2 separate regions of the Sus scrofa genome follow, and region 2 is linked to region 1. Evidence: chromatin contacts called from public HiChIP or PLAC-seq data. All regions are on one chromosome and are shown on one strand. The core of a region is the stretch at or near the end of the contact, and the rest is flanking DNA. Distances in the headings are between cores, read along the strand shown. Region 1 has its middle 40 kb from the start of CGNL1. Region 2 has its middle 21 kb from the start of TCF12.

Region 1 (7,371 bases), core at 2,972-5,471:
AATTCTCAAATGTAGTCGGTCATCTTATCATGCTGTTTTACGAGTGGAGAAAGTGAGGCACAGAGAGGTTAAGGTTAGTATGATCTGACCTTTCCAGGGCCTCTTCTTCCTGGTGTCAAATGTGTTCAGGCCATGAGCTGAGTAGACCCCAGTTCTATTATGTGAGGCATTGGTGAACCCCTTGTCCCATCCCTGGGTACCTGTCAAGGTGCCAGGCCCATCGTTGGGCTCCATAAATGTCCACTGCAGTCAGTATCACTTACTTGTTGGCGATGATAGGGGAGGCTGGGCCACATCCAGGCAGTCTCCCTATTGGCTGTGCGCCGGGCAGAAGCCAGGTGGGCGTTGGCAGAGGGCGTTTGGTCAGAGTTGGACTGGCTACTTCAAAGCTCCTTTCTACTTCAAGATTTCATGACTCATTGAAATCACAAGGGTTTGCAGGCTGGCATGAGGGAGGGCATTTTGGGGGTGCTCTCCATAAATGGTCCCTGCCATAAGTGGCTGCTGCTGCTATGGAGACCAAGAAGAACCCAGGCTGATGTCAACTTATCAGTAGGTGAAATGGTGACAGCACCAGAGAGCAGGACCTCCAGAGATGGAAAGGTCTCCACAGAACTGTGGGGGCAGGGCTCCCCGTGAAGCTTTGCTGACCAAGGTATGGGCTGGCAGCCTCTGGCCTTCTCCCACTCCCCATTTGTGTGAGGAAGGAAGGAAGCAAGAAGTGTGTTTGGGGAGTTCCCGTGGTGGCGCAGTGGTTAACGAATCCGACTAGGAACCATGACGTTGCAGGTTCGATCCCTGACCTTGCTCAGTGGGTTAAAGATCTGGCGTTGCCGTGATCTGTGGTGTAGGTCGCAGACGCGGCTCGGATCCTGCGTTGCTGTGGCCCTGGCGTAGGCTGGCGGCCACAGCTCCGATTCGACCCCTAGCCTGGGAACCTCCATATGCCGCGGGAGCGGCCCAAGAAATGGCAAAAAATAAATAAATAAATAAATAAATAAGAAGTGTGTTTGGGTGACAGTGCCTCGCCCACCTCCCCCAGGAGCTAAGTCTGAGGCCCTCACCAGGTCTCTGGGGCACACAGAGCTCTCTCTGGGTTCAAACCACATCCGGGTAGTTGGAGGGACCTTGTTATTTTGCACAAGTGACTGGGGCTGAGGGGTGATCAGGATAGGCTTTCGTGTTCCTCCAAAGCCTGGGCAGCATCTGGAGGCCTGGGCAGAGAGGTCTGCTTTGAAGGCGATGACACAGCTGCAGTCACATCTCCCTCCCTCGTCTCCCAGTTTCCTACCACCAGGGAAGATGTGGCTGGTGAAGGGAGGCCAGAGAGTATCGCTGTCAAAACAGGTAAGATTAAAAAGTGATCTTCCAGCTCTTTCTGATTTTACAAGCAGAAGGATCGACGGGCTCAGAACAGAGACCTAGAACTGTAAATATTAGTAAAGAGGAGCACCAGCTTGGAAAAACAACAGCATCATTTTATGTTAGAAAATACCATGTTAATTTGCACATAGCTTTGGAATACAGGGATTTAATCTTTTCTGAAAAGATTAATCTTCCCCACTTTGCTCCCCCTAGAGTTTTGAATCAACTTGACTCCTTGAGGGAGCACTAGCCAGATTTGGGGGAAGGGTAAGAAAATTGGGAAATGGGGAGGGGGGTCGTGGGGGTAGCTGGTTGGAAATTGGCGTCTTTCCAAGAATGTTCTATCCAAGGGCACGACAGGTGTAGACTGGGTTTGCGCAAGGTCCCCCTGTCAAAAAGAACCCTCAAGGAGCTGTCACCATTGAATTACTGGAACAAGGATCAGACTTCTTGGTTAAAAAGGCAGGTGATGTCTGGGCCGAGGCACTGTGGACTAGGAAGGCCTAGGAGGGAGCGCTGCTGGTCTTTATTATAAGCCTGGCATAAAAAGAGTAGCCATAAATTTAGATCAGGAGGCGCTAAATCCTCCCTGTTGATAAGAATTATACTACGAGCATCAAGAACAGTCTCCTCAAGTGCTGGCCAAATGTAGCTACCCGTGGAAAGCCTGCTTCTCCCTAAGCAAAGTGGCCCCACTAGGCCTTGATGCTGCCAGGCCTCAGTAGAGCATTGCCTGTTTGCTGATGTGGTACCCATCACCCTGGCCACAGCCCCAACAGCTTTCTCTTGCCTGTGACCTTTAAGATTGTCACCCTTCCAAGCTCAAGTTCTGCAGTTCTGACAACCATTTTTAGGCATGGAAGTAGAGGGTGTGGTGGGTATTAAGGGCTGAACTCTATCCCCCGTAAATTCACATGTGGAAATCCTAGTCTCCAGTGCCTCCGAATGTGACTCTTTGGAGACTGGGTCTTTCAAGAGGTAATCAAGCTAAAATGAGGTAATTAGGGCAGGTCTTTTTTTTTTTTTTTTTTTAGGGCCGCACCTGGGGCATATGGAGATTCCCAGGGCAGGGGTCAATTTGGAGCTATAGTGGCCAGCCTATGCCACGGCCACAACCATGCCAGATCTGAGCAGCATCTTTGACCTACACCACAGCTCACGGCAACACCTGATCCTTAACCCACTGAGTGAGGCCAGGGATCGAACCCACAACCTCATGGTTGCTAGTCGGGTTCGTTACCGCTGAGCCACAATGGGAACCCACCCACCCCCTTTTTTTTTTTTAATAGGGCAGGTCTTAATCCAGTGACTGGTATCCCCAGAAGAAAAGGAGATGAGGGAAGATCATCTGAGAACACAGGGGGCAGCCTGGCCATCTACGAGCCAAGGAGCAGTGACTAAGAAGAAACCACCCCCCAGCACCTGGATTTCTGCCTTCTAACCTTCGGAGATATGGTTGTTTCTCTGGTTCAAGCACTTTGTTACGGCAGCCCCAACAGACTAACCCAGTGGGGACGTAACCAAGTAGATGCGGAAGAGGTTGTCAGAAGCCCTGAGAAGGCCCAGGCTGAGGGCCCCTGGGAAGGGGTGGGCTGCAGGCAGAGGGGGATCGGCTGCCTGGGGGCAGATGTGGGAACCCGAGGAGGACCAGCTTGGAAGGCAGAACAGGGATTCCAGAGCCTTCAGCTGAGGGAGGGCCAGTGGAGGGACGAGCATGCCCTCTCCACCCACCAACACCCACTGTTCCAAAGGGGGTCGGATCTCTAACTACCAGAAACACGAGGGAACAGCCAAAAGTACACGAGACCCATTTCCTAAGACATGAAATGCAAGCCAAGGTTCTGTTTGTTCTCTGACAATGTAAACATCACACATTTTTATTAGGAGAGAAAACAAAAAGCCAAGAATCCACATGAGACTCTCTGGAGAGAATCCTGTCACTGCCACATCCACGCAATCTGGCCTTCGCTGGCATCTTAGTCCCGCTGGCCGTCAGATGGCTGCCCAGACAGCCGGTCACATCCAGAGCTGCATGAGGACTTGGGTGGGCCCTTTTCACTCTCAAAATAATTCTGCAGTTATTTTTACGACTGTGTTGAAAAAACACAGACAAAGATGAAGACGTTAGTACTGTAAACAAAAACATTGTCTTCTACCTAAAAGTTAATTTTTCCCTTCTGGTTTTACAAGAAATGGGAACATTTCCATGGGCCCCTTCAGTGTGGAGACATCCTGGGTGAGGGGGCCCTGGTCCTGATGTTAGCAGCCCCTCGGCCAGCCCAGAGGCCACACAGGCTGGGCAGGAGGGTGGGGGCGAAGGGTTCTGGCCCCAGGAAGATGGAAAACCAGGCTTGGTTCCAGGCAGAAGGAGGCAGGGAGTAAGGCACAAGGGCCGGAGCCAGGCACATCACTGGACCTTGGTTGGTCCCCAGAGGAGCCAGGAGAGAATGGAGGACAGGAGAACAGGAAGGAGAATGGGGGAGACCTGCGGGGATGGCACCTTGAGGCTGCCTGGCTTGTCCTCCTCACCCAGGGGTCTCAGATCTCCCATTACCAAGGGCCAGGCTGGCGCAGAGCCTGGGGTCTGGCAGAAAGCTGGGTCAGGTGGCCTGGGGTGGGCCCACCAAGCAGAATGCAGGGTGCAGGAGATACGCTAGGCTCTGCAGGTTGTAGTCGGGCAGGCATGGCTTGCATCTTACCCTGTTTCTTCCACAATCCCCAGCAGAATGCGGCCTGCAGACAACCGAGAGAAGTTCTTTTTAATTGATGGTTGGGCACTCTTTGCTGTGAACCCTACCAGCCACCTCACTGAACCCTCTGTCCAAGGATCACAACCATTTCTAGCAGCAGGGGGCGCCCCAGCGCTGGAAGTTAAAGGTGGGCTGGGCCAGCGTGCGAGCCCGGGGGCTTGGGTGACCAGAGGACGGAGGGGCCCCGGTGGCCAGAGGACTGGGAAGCTGGGCTATACTCGGGGCGGAGGCAGCCGCCCACAGCGGCAGTTTAGCGCTAGAAAGAGCCCTCCCGGGAAGAAGTCCAGTTTGAAAAATAAATCTCATGTTAAGAATCATTCATCACTCCCACCCCAACTCCACCTCAGAAAAGCCCTTTCCTGTCTCGAGATCTCCCTCCCCAGACTCTGTGCCTCCTCCCGAAGGGCAAAGAGAACAGCCTGGGTCCAGGAAGACACACGTTGAGGTCCTGAGTGATTGGGCCGAAGGTCTAAGCTACCCTCTCCTCTGAAGGCCATGAGTCGCAAGAGCCCCTCCAATCACACCTTTGTCTAAAACAGGAAGGAAAGAGAAGGATATGAGCCCCCCTTGCAGGGCCAGTGGAGACCTTCCGAGGGTGGCACAAGGTCGCCCCGCCCCCGCCCAAAGGATCTTATTTGTAATTAAAACAAACGTGGCTTATTTCAGCAGCTGAGAACAAACAGGAGGTGGGACCAGTCAGCTGAGGAGAAAGCAGGACAAACAGAGAACAGCCAGGCAGAACAGTATGGCCACAGCCTTTTGGATACCGTACATGCTGACAAGCTCCTGAGGATGCCCAGGCTCTGCAAGAATACTAAGATTTCGGCATTTGCTTTGAAAGCACAGTAAGAAGTCCGCAGCTAGGCTGGGTCAGGCAAAGTGCGGTGGCAGAGAGAGAAGTTGGGGTGAGTGCCTAGTTCCCATCTCCCCCCAACTTCCTCACAGTTCACACGGACAGAATAGGAAGCTCAGACAAGTTAAGTAACTTGCTCAGGGTTACACAGCAATTGGGCAAAAAAACCTGGACTACAAGACCCAAATAATGGGACTCTCTGTTCAGTGTTCTTCGTGTAGGTCTCCGTGGATGCCTAAGAACATCCACTGATGTTACTGAGAGCTCTCTGTGTTGGGCGCTGCTCTGGTCTTGGTCTCCTGAGTGGTTTTGTCTCTCAGATATTTGATTCTTACCATATTTCCTCATCTTTCACCAACATCCAGTCCATACACAACACCAGTGGTTTTCTCCATCTGACCAGATGCCACTCGGCCAGCAAGGCTGTGCCTTCACTGAGTTCTGGGGGTTGCGTCTCCAGACCTCCCCTCATCCGCCCCACTTTCAGGAGCAGCAGAAATCAGCCTGACACCAGCTTGGCCCCAGACCACCTCTCTCAGGGGCCTTCACTCCACACATCTGGAGGAGACTAACGCTGACAGCTACACAATGGCCCAGAGTTAAATGACTCCTAAAAATAGTGCGATGTGTTTTTGGATCATGCCTAATCGTATTTATCTTTTGCCAATGCTAAATGCCATTCACACATTACATTATTTAAACCTTCTAACAACTCTCTTGGTTGAATACAGTTATTACCCATTTCACAGATGAGAAAATGCTTGAAAGGGTTAAGTAGGACGAGGGAAAAGGGTCAGATCTTCCTTACAGAATTCCAAACACAAATGTGAATATTCCTCCCTCCAAGAGGTGTGCTTTAATTCCTCTGACCTTGAGTGTGGGCTGGATTTAGTGACTGTCTTCTAAGGAATAAAACGCTGGAAGGGCAAATAGTAACTTTCTAGGGGCAGACACCACCTTACCAGAGTGACCCAGGTGACATTACCAATGATAAGTCAGGTGGATAGCATGAACCCCTCACGTGCTGGTCAGAGACGGGACACAGGAAGAATGCAACATGGTAGCATGGATTAAATCCTGGAACAGAAAAAGGACACTGGGGGAAGAATGATGAAATTTGAATAAAGTCTGGTTTTAGTTACAAGAAATGTACTACCGTTAATGCCTAAGTTTTAACAAATGTGCCCTGGTTATTTAAAATATTACGTTAGAGCAATGGGATAAAGGATGTAAGGGAACTTTGTAGTGTACTTGCAACTCTCCTGTAAACCTAAAATTATTGAAAGGAAAATGTTAAACAAAAAAAGATTAAGCCCAAAGTCACAAGCCAAGTCAGGATTCAAATCAGACTCCAGACTTTCTAAAGCCTTCTTTATTAACTACCACTCTTGGTTGTGTCTCCAAATAACGTCACCAGCTCTTAATATTGAGTGTTGTGTTCTAGGCAGTTTTACGTGTGGTATCCTCCCAGTAAATCACTCCTTCTTTCACAGGCATTTTCTCTCTTTTCTCTGTCCATGGATGGTAGGCTCTTCAAGAGATGAACCTTTCCAGTCAGAGCAGTGGTCCTCACATCCACTTTCAAAAGTTAACAAGTTCACATTGCTGTGGCTGTGGCATAGGGTGGTAGCTACAGCTCTGATTCCACCCCTCACCTGGGAACTTCCTTGTGCCATGGGTGCGGCCCTAAAAAGACAAAAAAATAAAATTTAAAAAAAGGGAGTTCCTGTCATGGTTCAGTGGTAACAAACCCAACTAGTATCCATGAGGACATGGGTTTGATCCCTGGCCTCGCTCAGTGGGTTGAGGATCTGGCATTGCTGTGGTGTAGGTCGCAGATGTGGCTTGGATCCCACATTGCTGTGGTTGTGGTATAGGCTGGAAGCTGCAGCTCCTATTCTACCCCTAGTATGGGAACCTCCATATGCTACAGGTGTGGCCCTAAAAGGGCAAAAAAAGCTAACAAGTTCACAGATATCCCACCCACACTCGCTCACACTCACCCTGCCCCGGCACTAACCCAGATATGCACCTCGGATGGTACACCTTCCTTCTCTTGTTTCTAGCGAGTGGGAGGCAGTCCTGCTTCCCAGTCAAAGGTACAAATAGAGACCTATTTCCCCCCAGAGATTTCAGCATCTTCAAAACAAATAATCCCAACTCCGCGTATCATTCCAGGCAAGAGCCACCTGACTGCCCCGTTAAATGAAGGGATGTCCAGGAGCCTCGTGGCCCCCAGACCCAGCTGGGCCCTCCTCTTCGGTGGGGACTTCTAGTGAACATTTTATTAAAAGCATGACCCACCTCTTGTTCAAACCAACTGGCTGTGGGGCAGTTTGCTTGTGTTGTTATCAGATCTAACAGGAGGAGGTCAGATCAAGTCTGAGGCTGGGAGTCCGTCTC
Region 2 (7,702 bases), core at 4,547-7,046, 410 kb after region 1:
ACAAAGAAAACCCACTAGTTTCCCACTTAAAGTCTGGCTTGAAAGGCTTTATTCATTTAATCATTCTTCAAATCATCAACATTTATCAAATTTGTCACTGTTTGACAAGTGCTGTGCCAGGGCTTTCTGATGGATTGCCAGGTACAATATTCTTAGGAGTTCCATATCAATACAATGATGATAACTTTTTAACTACATAGGCTGACAAAAGACTTTTTATGAATTATGAATTCATGAATGTTAAAGTCTTAAAGTGCTATAAAAATGAAATGATATTACTCATATACTTAATAAATTTATTAGAAAGGGTCAAATTATATTTTCCTTGTAAATCCAGGCTATTTGGTTAACACTTATAGAATAGCAATTGTTTTTATTTAGCGTTGCTTTAGAGAATATAACAGGAATGTCTTGGTTACTTTCCATTCGCTCCTCCAGATCCATGTTCCCACTTTTCATCCTATTTGCCCTGTACAATACTGCAGGCTGACCTCTACAGACTATACTATCCAAGCCCTCTAGCTTCTGGCTGGGTTTGGCCAACAGGAGGTACCAATAGAAGTTTGAAGAGTAGGAGAAAAAAGAGGACAAGTGTTTATTCCCCAGTCCTTCGCTGGGCCACATTTGGCAGTGACTACATTTTTCTATTTATAGTTACAGCTTTTGTCAGGCATCCCCTTCCAAACTACAGCTCTTATTGGGTTCCATTAAAAGCTCCCTTTCCCTGTTCCTTCAGGCTTAAGGCTCCTCATTGTTACCAGTCCTTAAGTACTCTACCATTGTTAGCTGGTTCCCTTAACCCTTCCCACTATATATTTACCTCTGTAAATTGTCCTTTTATTAAGCTCTTTTTACCCTTTTGAGTTTGGCATCTTTAATATTATAAGAAGAGGCAATCAATCAGCCAGCATTTAAGGACTGCCTGCTGGGCTGGCACTGTTAAGACATATAATACATGATCCTGCTCTGGAGACACTTACAGTCCGGTGAAGGAGATAAAAACCAAACATGTGAAGCAATTAGGAAACACTACACATTGGTATTTGAGAGACACTTGGTTTTTTGTCACTCAGCATCAATTCACTCATCAGATAACCATTTTCTTTTTCTATCTTTTCCTTTTCCATCACTCTCAGTCAATATTTTTTAGGTGGAGTGGACTCCACTCTCAACAGTATGAATACTCATTCCTCTGGCCACATGTCCTAATCAAAGCCAATAAAATATAAGGAGATTATTGCTGGCACTTCTGGGAAAGAGGTATGCACTCTTCCACTGAGATTGCTAACAGTAAGGATTATGTGAACTGGAGCTGCCAGGAGCCACCATATGGAGCCTGAGAAAGAAGCCAACACAGAACACAGAGCCAAGAGATGAAGCGGAATAGAATTCTAATGACATTGCTTAAGCCCTTGGATCAAGCTATGCCTTAAGCTAAATATATCACTACTTTAGTTATATGAGCCAATAGCCAAAATATTCTTTGTTTTGCATAAGTCAGTTTGAGTTGTGCCCTTCATTTTGTCACCTGCAACTGAAATAGCTCTTAATTCATGAAGTGGTACTGGGAGTGGGAATTAGTAAGAGAACAATCTTAAAATGTTGAATCAGTTGATTTAGACGAGGCCCCATCTATACTGGACTGGGAATTCAATAGCAAAGTAGTAGGTTAAACTGGCACCTGTTGTATACTAGGATTCAGAAAATGTGCCTATCAAGTATGAAATGTGAAAGGGACTGTTATAAAAAGGTCAGATACTAGAGTACATCAACTATTACATGTTGGCTTTTCATTAGGTCCTATGAGAAGGACTCAAATTTAGGATTGGGCTTTGTTTACCTAAGGCAGAGAAGGGAAAAATACTGCTTTGTTATAAATGATGATTTTTGGTTACAGGCTGCAATCAAATACGACAGAAACTTCAATAACCCGGAGCCACTAAGTGTTGGAAAAGCCGTAAGAGACTGTTAATGCCAATGAAGCAAAAAATGGAGAAAATTCCGGCACTTTGGAGAAGTCTGAACATACCCAGGCCTCTCTCAAACAATTCCTGTCTGCTTAGAAAGGTAATAATTATCCCAGTCTGCTTCTCCATCACCACTGTGCCTTTCCACCCACCCACTGCTTCCCTCCTCCAACCCAACATGCCCACTTGCAAAACCAGTGGCTATTGTTTCAAATCGTTCCCAGGGAGAAACCTACACAGAGGCCATTAAGGGAGGAGAATACCAAGGCCTATGACCAAAAGACAGGAGGAGCTGTATTGAATTCTAGATGCAAAGACTGCAGTTTTACATGACATCTGGCTTTGGAGGTCCCCCCCCCCGCCCCGCATAATTCCCATGGAATTGGACACATGCAAATAGACTGGAAGCTTACTAAGTAGTAAAGAAAATTATGAGAAAAATCTTATGTCTAGAGAACAAAACCTAGTTTACTTACTGCTGTGACAGGTAATGCATAAGTCTGAGTATCTTAACACAACAGCTGTTTACTTTTTACTTTTGTAAAGTCCAGAATTAGCATTTCTGATCAGCAGCTGATCTTCCACAAGGTCATTCAGTTATCCAGACTCTTTCCATCTCATGGCTGTCTTATGAGTATGCTCTATGGTCTTAGAGTCCTTTCAGTGCAGTCATAGGAGGGAAAAGAGAACAGGAAAGGCTTACCTGGTTCTTTACCACATTATTGAGAAGTGATTCACATCACTTCCACTCATAGTCAAATGAGAAAGTCATATAGCTTTACCAAGATTAACATGAAGCTGGGAAATGTAGTCCCTGACTATGTACCTACTTCCTAACAACAACTCTATGTAACAGAAGAGGGTCCTAGTTATTGGGTGGTGAAAGCTAATTATCTCTCCCACAGCAAGCCAGTTTTCAATTTCCACTGTATCAAGAGGCAGAATGCTGAAGTCCCTTGAAGGATTATCCTCCCCACTGTCCATTACAGATATGGTATAGAACAATGGATGCGAGATTCTCCAAGAGTAAAACATATGGCAACCAGATGGGTTGATCAAAGAGCTTTCTCCTTTTGCATGGTAGGAAGCCCTTGCTATTCCTATCCAGCAATACACCATATATGCTATGAATTTGGAGACCACTGTGTGTTTGCCACAGTCACTTTTCCAAATTTGAGTTTTTATTGCAGGTGTTAGCTTTTTGTCATTATAAATTATGTTATAGCTAATTTTATCATGCAGCCTTAGGTTGCTAGACCATGAAGAACTATATCGCTACAAGATGGAGAAATGTGCTTTATCTTGCTATCTTGGACTTTTAATTTATTGGCAGTAACTAGATGATTTTTTGGATCATTTCTCTTTCAGGAGGAAGAGAGTATACTTGTGGTAATAAAAAAAAAACTGTTGCACTGAGTAGGTCTAAACATTTTTAAGGCATACGTAGAAGAATGTTTGGGGACATCCACAGAAGAACAGGGATATGTTGTATGTCTGTATTTTCCATTACCCAGGATATATTCACCCTTCCCCTGAAAACCATATCCCCATTTTCTAAAGTGGAGTTACTTTCTTGTGCCATTCATGTGTTACTGATAGACTCAGCTCCTGGGATGGGCTTCTGAATCAGATGAGGCCAATCTGAGCATCTCCTATTCTGGGCAACAGGAATTAATTTAGGAATGGACACAACTTTTGCTGATAGTGAGGATAGTGTGAGCCTAGAGCTGCTGGTTGCTGATTTGTGGAGCTGGAGAATGAAACCAACAGCAGAGGAAAGAGCCGACACATCAGGGAAAATCCAAATCTTGATGACATAATTTGAATACTTCAGGCAACCCATGCCTAACAAAACTATCTTGAACTTTTCAATTATGTGAGCTAATAAATCCTCTTCCCTGTTTAAACCAATTTGAGCTGGATTTTATGTCACGTGCAACCATAGATCCTTACTGAATCAATACTAAGTTGTGTGAGGATAGATCCGTAAATAAGCATGCACAAAAATAATTGAACATGAATAAACTTCAGGGACAGACCCAACTAAAATCGAAGGTGTAGACTGAGGAGTGGTTTACAGTTTAAGAGGGAAGTAGATGGGGGCAAGAGCTTGAAAATCAGTCAGAAGAGTAAATTTAATGGACTAGAAAAATATAGCCATGAACTTATTGAAGCATGAAGAGATGTGCTTAAAGTAAAGATTTAGAATGATTATTCTGGCAGGTGATTGGAGCAGAGCCCAAAGAAAGTCAGAAATACCATCTCCAACTGTTCTTCCTGCTCATTGCACAGCATTCACTTTGGCCTCCTTGCTTCCTACTAATTCAAACTCACCAGTCTCTGGCCTCTAAACCTTTGCACTTGCCCTGAAAAGGGCTTCGCCAAGACTGCCGTTTGGCCTGGTCCCTCATTTCATTCAGATCACTATTTAAACGTTACTTCATCAAAGAGGCCCTTCTAGACCAACTTAGCTAAAACATAAACTCACTACATCCACCTGCATCCTTGTGTGTCCTTCTACTCTGCTTTGTCTTCACAGTACTTGTCACTACATATTATATTGTATATCTATTTGTAAATGTATTACCCCACTGGATGAACTGCAACGAGATTCCATAAGTGCAGATATTGTTTTATTCACTGATATATCCCTACTAAGTACAACAGAACCTGGCATATAGAAAGTCCCCGATGAATGCTTGTTTGATGATGAATGAATGAAATACAGTAAATGGGACAAAAAAATCATAAGAGGGCTGAGCCAGTCTCTTAAATTCCTAGAATATTCCTATTATCTCAGTCAAAAACTCTGCTTTAAGCTCCCACTTTTGCTCCACCTCCAAAAGGGCAGGGAATTAGGGAGGTTTGCTACTGCTAAAGCAAGGAGTTGAGATATTTTCCCAGATGATTCTGGTAAGAATGCTACTTTCTCCTGAGTTACCCCGTTAAGAAGATACATGTCCAATTCCAGACTGGACTGGGTTTTTTGACCACCTCAGCTCCGAGTAGAGCCCTGAGAGAAAAACGAAGTAGTGGTGTTTCAAAGTCTCAAAGGTTCCAAGGTATTTCTCTTCCCAGGTGGATTTCAGAATGATGACAACTTGAGGGGGCAGGAGTCACACACTAAGCGGCAAAGGGCACCGGGGGCGGTTTCCACTGATCCTTCGTTACCACCCAGCTTTCTACCGCGGCCTGCACGTCAACGCTTCAGGGGACGGTGGTGCTTCCACCAAGTTTTCCTCCCCGGCCACTGGTCCCACCCGCCCCTCCCACTTCAGGCTCAGCCTCTGATTTCCGCTGATCGCGGCTGGAGAGAGCCCGGAATCCAATTACTTTCCCCAGGGAGCACAATCCACCAGCCGGGTCGCCAAGAGGTGGGGGTGGGGGGTCGAAGAGCCGCAGAAGCCGCCCCTCCCCCGCCGCCCGGGCCTTTGGGCCCCGCAGCCCCGGGCGGGGCAAGCAGAACCTTGGAGAGGAGCGCAGCACCGCCGCCGGGACTATTTGTCCTTCCGCGCGGGGCGCTGCGGCCCCGCGCCGACGTCGACCCGGCTGAGTGGCAGGAGATTAGCCAAGGGTTTCCCCCGCCGCGCGCCCCCGGCCAATCGGCGCCGCGCGGGCGGTGCTGGGGGGCGGCGCACACGCACATTCCAGAATCCACGCCTCACACGAACATCCTCAGTCCCGCGCACGCTCCCCTTCCCGCCCCGCCCTTTCGGCGGCACGCGCTGCTCCTCGGGGCCATCTCCTGGTCTGGACCTGGACCCGGTCGTTTGGGGGCCTTGATGCTGCTTTCCAAAGTGAAAGTGAAATGAGGAAGGAAGGAAACCCAGTGGTCTGTTGGAGAAGGGTAATTAGCATCTGTGTAAAGGTTTACACTAAGGTTCCGCCGCCGTCAGGCTCGCTTCACAGACTGAAGTGAAGCCACGGAGAGTGTCATTGAGGAGGAAAGAGGACCTCCCCCCCGCCCAACTCTTGAGAGAATGGGTGGAGAACTCTTCCCATCTCCTTGAGTGTTCTCTGGTCAGAGGAACTTAAACTGGTGGATTAAGTTCACTTGGTTTTTGGCTGCGGTCAGAACACATGATACCGCCATTCTCCGTCTGGGGGGGAAAACCCGACAACATTCTCTCCTGCACACAGTGCCAGGCTTATGAGGCCACATCTGACATGCCCGCTTGAAGGAGAAAGTGCTCTATTGTGCCTTGTTTTCTCTTTTGAATCACGTCCTCCTGAGACTGTGGCTGACCCTTAGGCCCATGGCGTTCTTGAATGTGATTGACATGCGTGATTAGCAGGCTAGTGAGAGAGAACCAGGGAAATTGCTGTCAAAACAATTACATACATGGACATCAGAACAATGACTTGGAAGCCCCCAGGGACTTAGAGACCATCCTAGCTCTGCAATGGATGCCCTCTGGGACTGTGGCCAAGTCAGATCATCTCTTTGTGTCTTCGTTTCTTTCTGGTAAGTTAAAACCGTTCTTAATGATCCCAATTTCAAAGTATATCATAAAAATAAACTTAGAAAACTGAGGTGAAAATATGGAAGGTTTTGTTTTTGAGGAAAAGTGGTGGTGATGGCTGAAAGACACTGAACAGAAGACCCTGTAAAAGGAAGCCATTTCACCGTCACCCAACAGCCTGGTCATTTAAGTTAAATGTAATACACATATATTGACACTAACTGTGTAGATGCGGACTTCTAAGCTTCCTGCTGTCTGATCTTCATGAGAATTATATTTATTGGAAAAAAAATCCATGTATAAGTGGACCGGTAAAGTTCCACCCCATATTGTTCAAGGATCAGTTTGTGTTGTAAATCCACACTAATTCCTGAGTTTGAGACCTTAGCCCATGCCCTCACCAATTCCCGTCACCAAGCCTTGACCATTTTCATTTGCTTGTCTGTGTCTGTTCAAGGGCCACAAGGCATTGCTAGATACTGATACAGAATGGTGCTCTGGTTGTAGCTCCCCACTTGAGCCTAAGCTGTGGCTTGGGGTTCAGACAAGTATGGGTGTGTCTGCGGAACTGCTGGGACAAAGTTCCAGAAGCCTATTGACCCTAGTGACTGAGGAGGTTCCTAGGATAGAACGTGTCCTCAGGGAAGGAGTCTAATCCAGTGAGCTTGAGCCGGAAACAAAGACTAAGTCGTGAGAAGGGAGAGGACCTTTTGCATCCAGTTCTGTATCTCCTGGCCCTTCCTGTCCAGTAGGGTTGGGGACAGGATGGGGAAGGGTAAAAAAAGATCAACGCTATGAATAAAAGCTAAAATAACTATTTCAGACTTTTCAAATCCCACATTTCACATTCATAACACATGCTCTCACCTTTACTAGAAAAATCAAGCTATCAACAAAACAGAAAACCAGACTAGAGGTGGCTTGAAAAATATGGAATTTATTAGCCCATCAAATAAGGTAGTTGATAATTGAATGTCTCTGAGGATGTCTCTAAGGACCCAAGTAGATTTCTTCTTTCTGCTCTGGCATCCTCAGACTATCTCTCCTGCCATCTCCCTTCAAGGCAGCATCATAGCTTCAGCATTTCTTGGCATTAAGTGCAGTCAAGGGCAACCATCAAATTGGTGGGTTGTTGGTTCCCACCTCTTTCCATCTCTCTGTCTTTGTGTCTCTTTTAGAATAAAAGAAGATTAACCCTCCCTAGAGGCCTCTAGTAGAACTGAGTCCCAATGGGCAGACCTGTGTCAAACACACATCCTAAATTAATCGTAG

The links. HiChIP or PLAC-seq counts read pairs in DNA pulled down with a chosen protein or histone mark.
Region 2: an H3K27ac HiChIP or PLAC-seq map of alveolar macrophages shows a contact between it and region 1. The contact joins two enhancer-like sites. A contact is called at or near these places in 1 of 47 Hi-C or Micro-C datasets (embryonic fibroblasts) and 2 of 2 datasets of contacts at active chromatin or transcription factors (alveolar macrophages and skeletal muscle).

Annotation. Positions count from the first base shown.
Region 1 is chr1:114,664,945-114,672,315 of Sscrofa11.1, forward strand. No RefSeq gene overlaps it. Among named protein-coding and RNA genes, the nearest start is that of CGNL1, 40 kb to the left of the region's middle. Within about 2 kb of position 4,222, at least 18 of the 83 cell types and tissues checked have an H3K27ac peak or open chromatin away from gene starts, as enhancers often do. A contact at or near this core is called in alveolar macrophages and skeletal muscle, where this site is marked.
Region 2 is chr1:115,073,030-115,080,731 of Sscrofa11.1, forward strand. No RefSeq gene overlaps it. Among named protein-coding and RNA genes, the nearest start is that of TCF12, 21 kb to the left of the region's middle. Within about 2 kb of position 5,797, at least 78 of the 83 cell types and tissues checked have an H3K27ac peak or open chromatin away from gene starts, as enhancers often do. A contact at or near this core is called in alveolar macrophages and skeletal muscle, where this site is marked.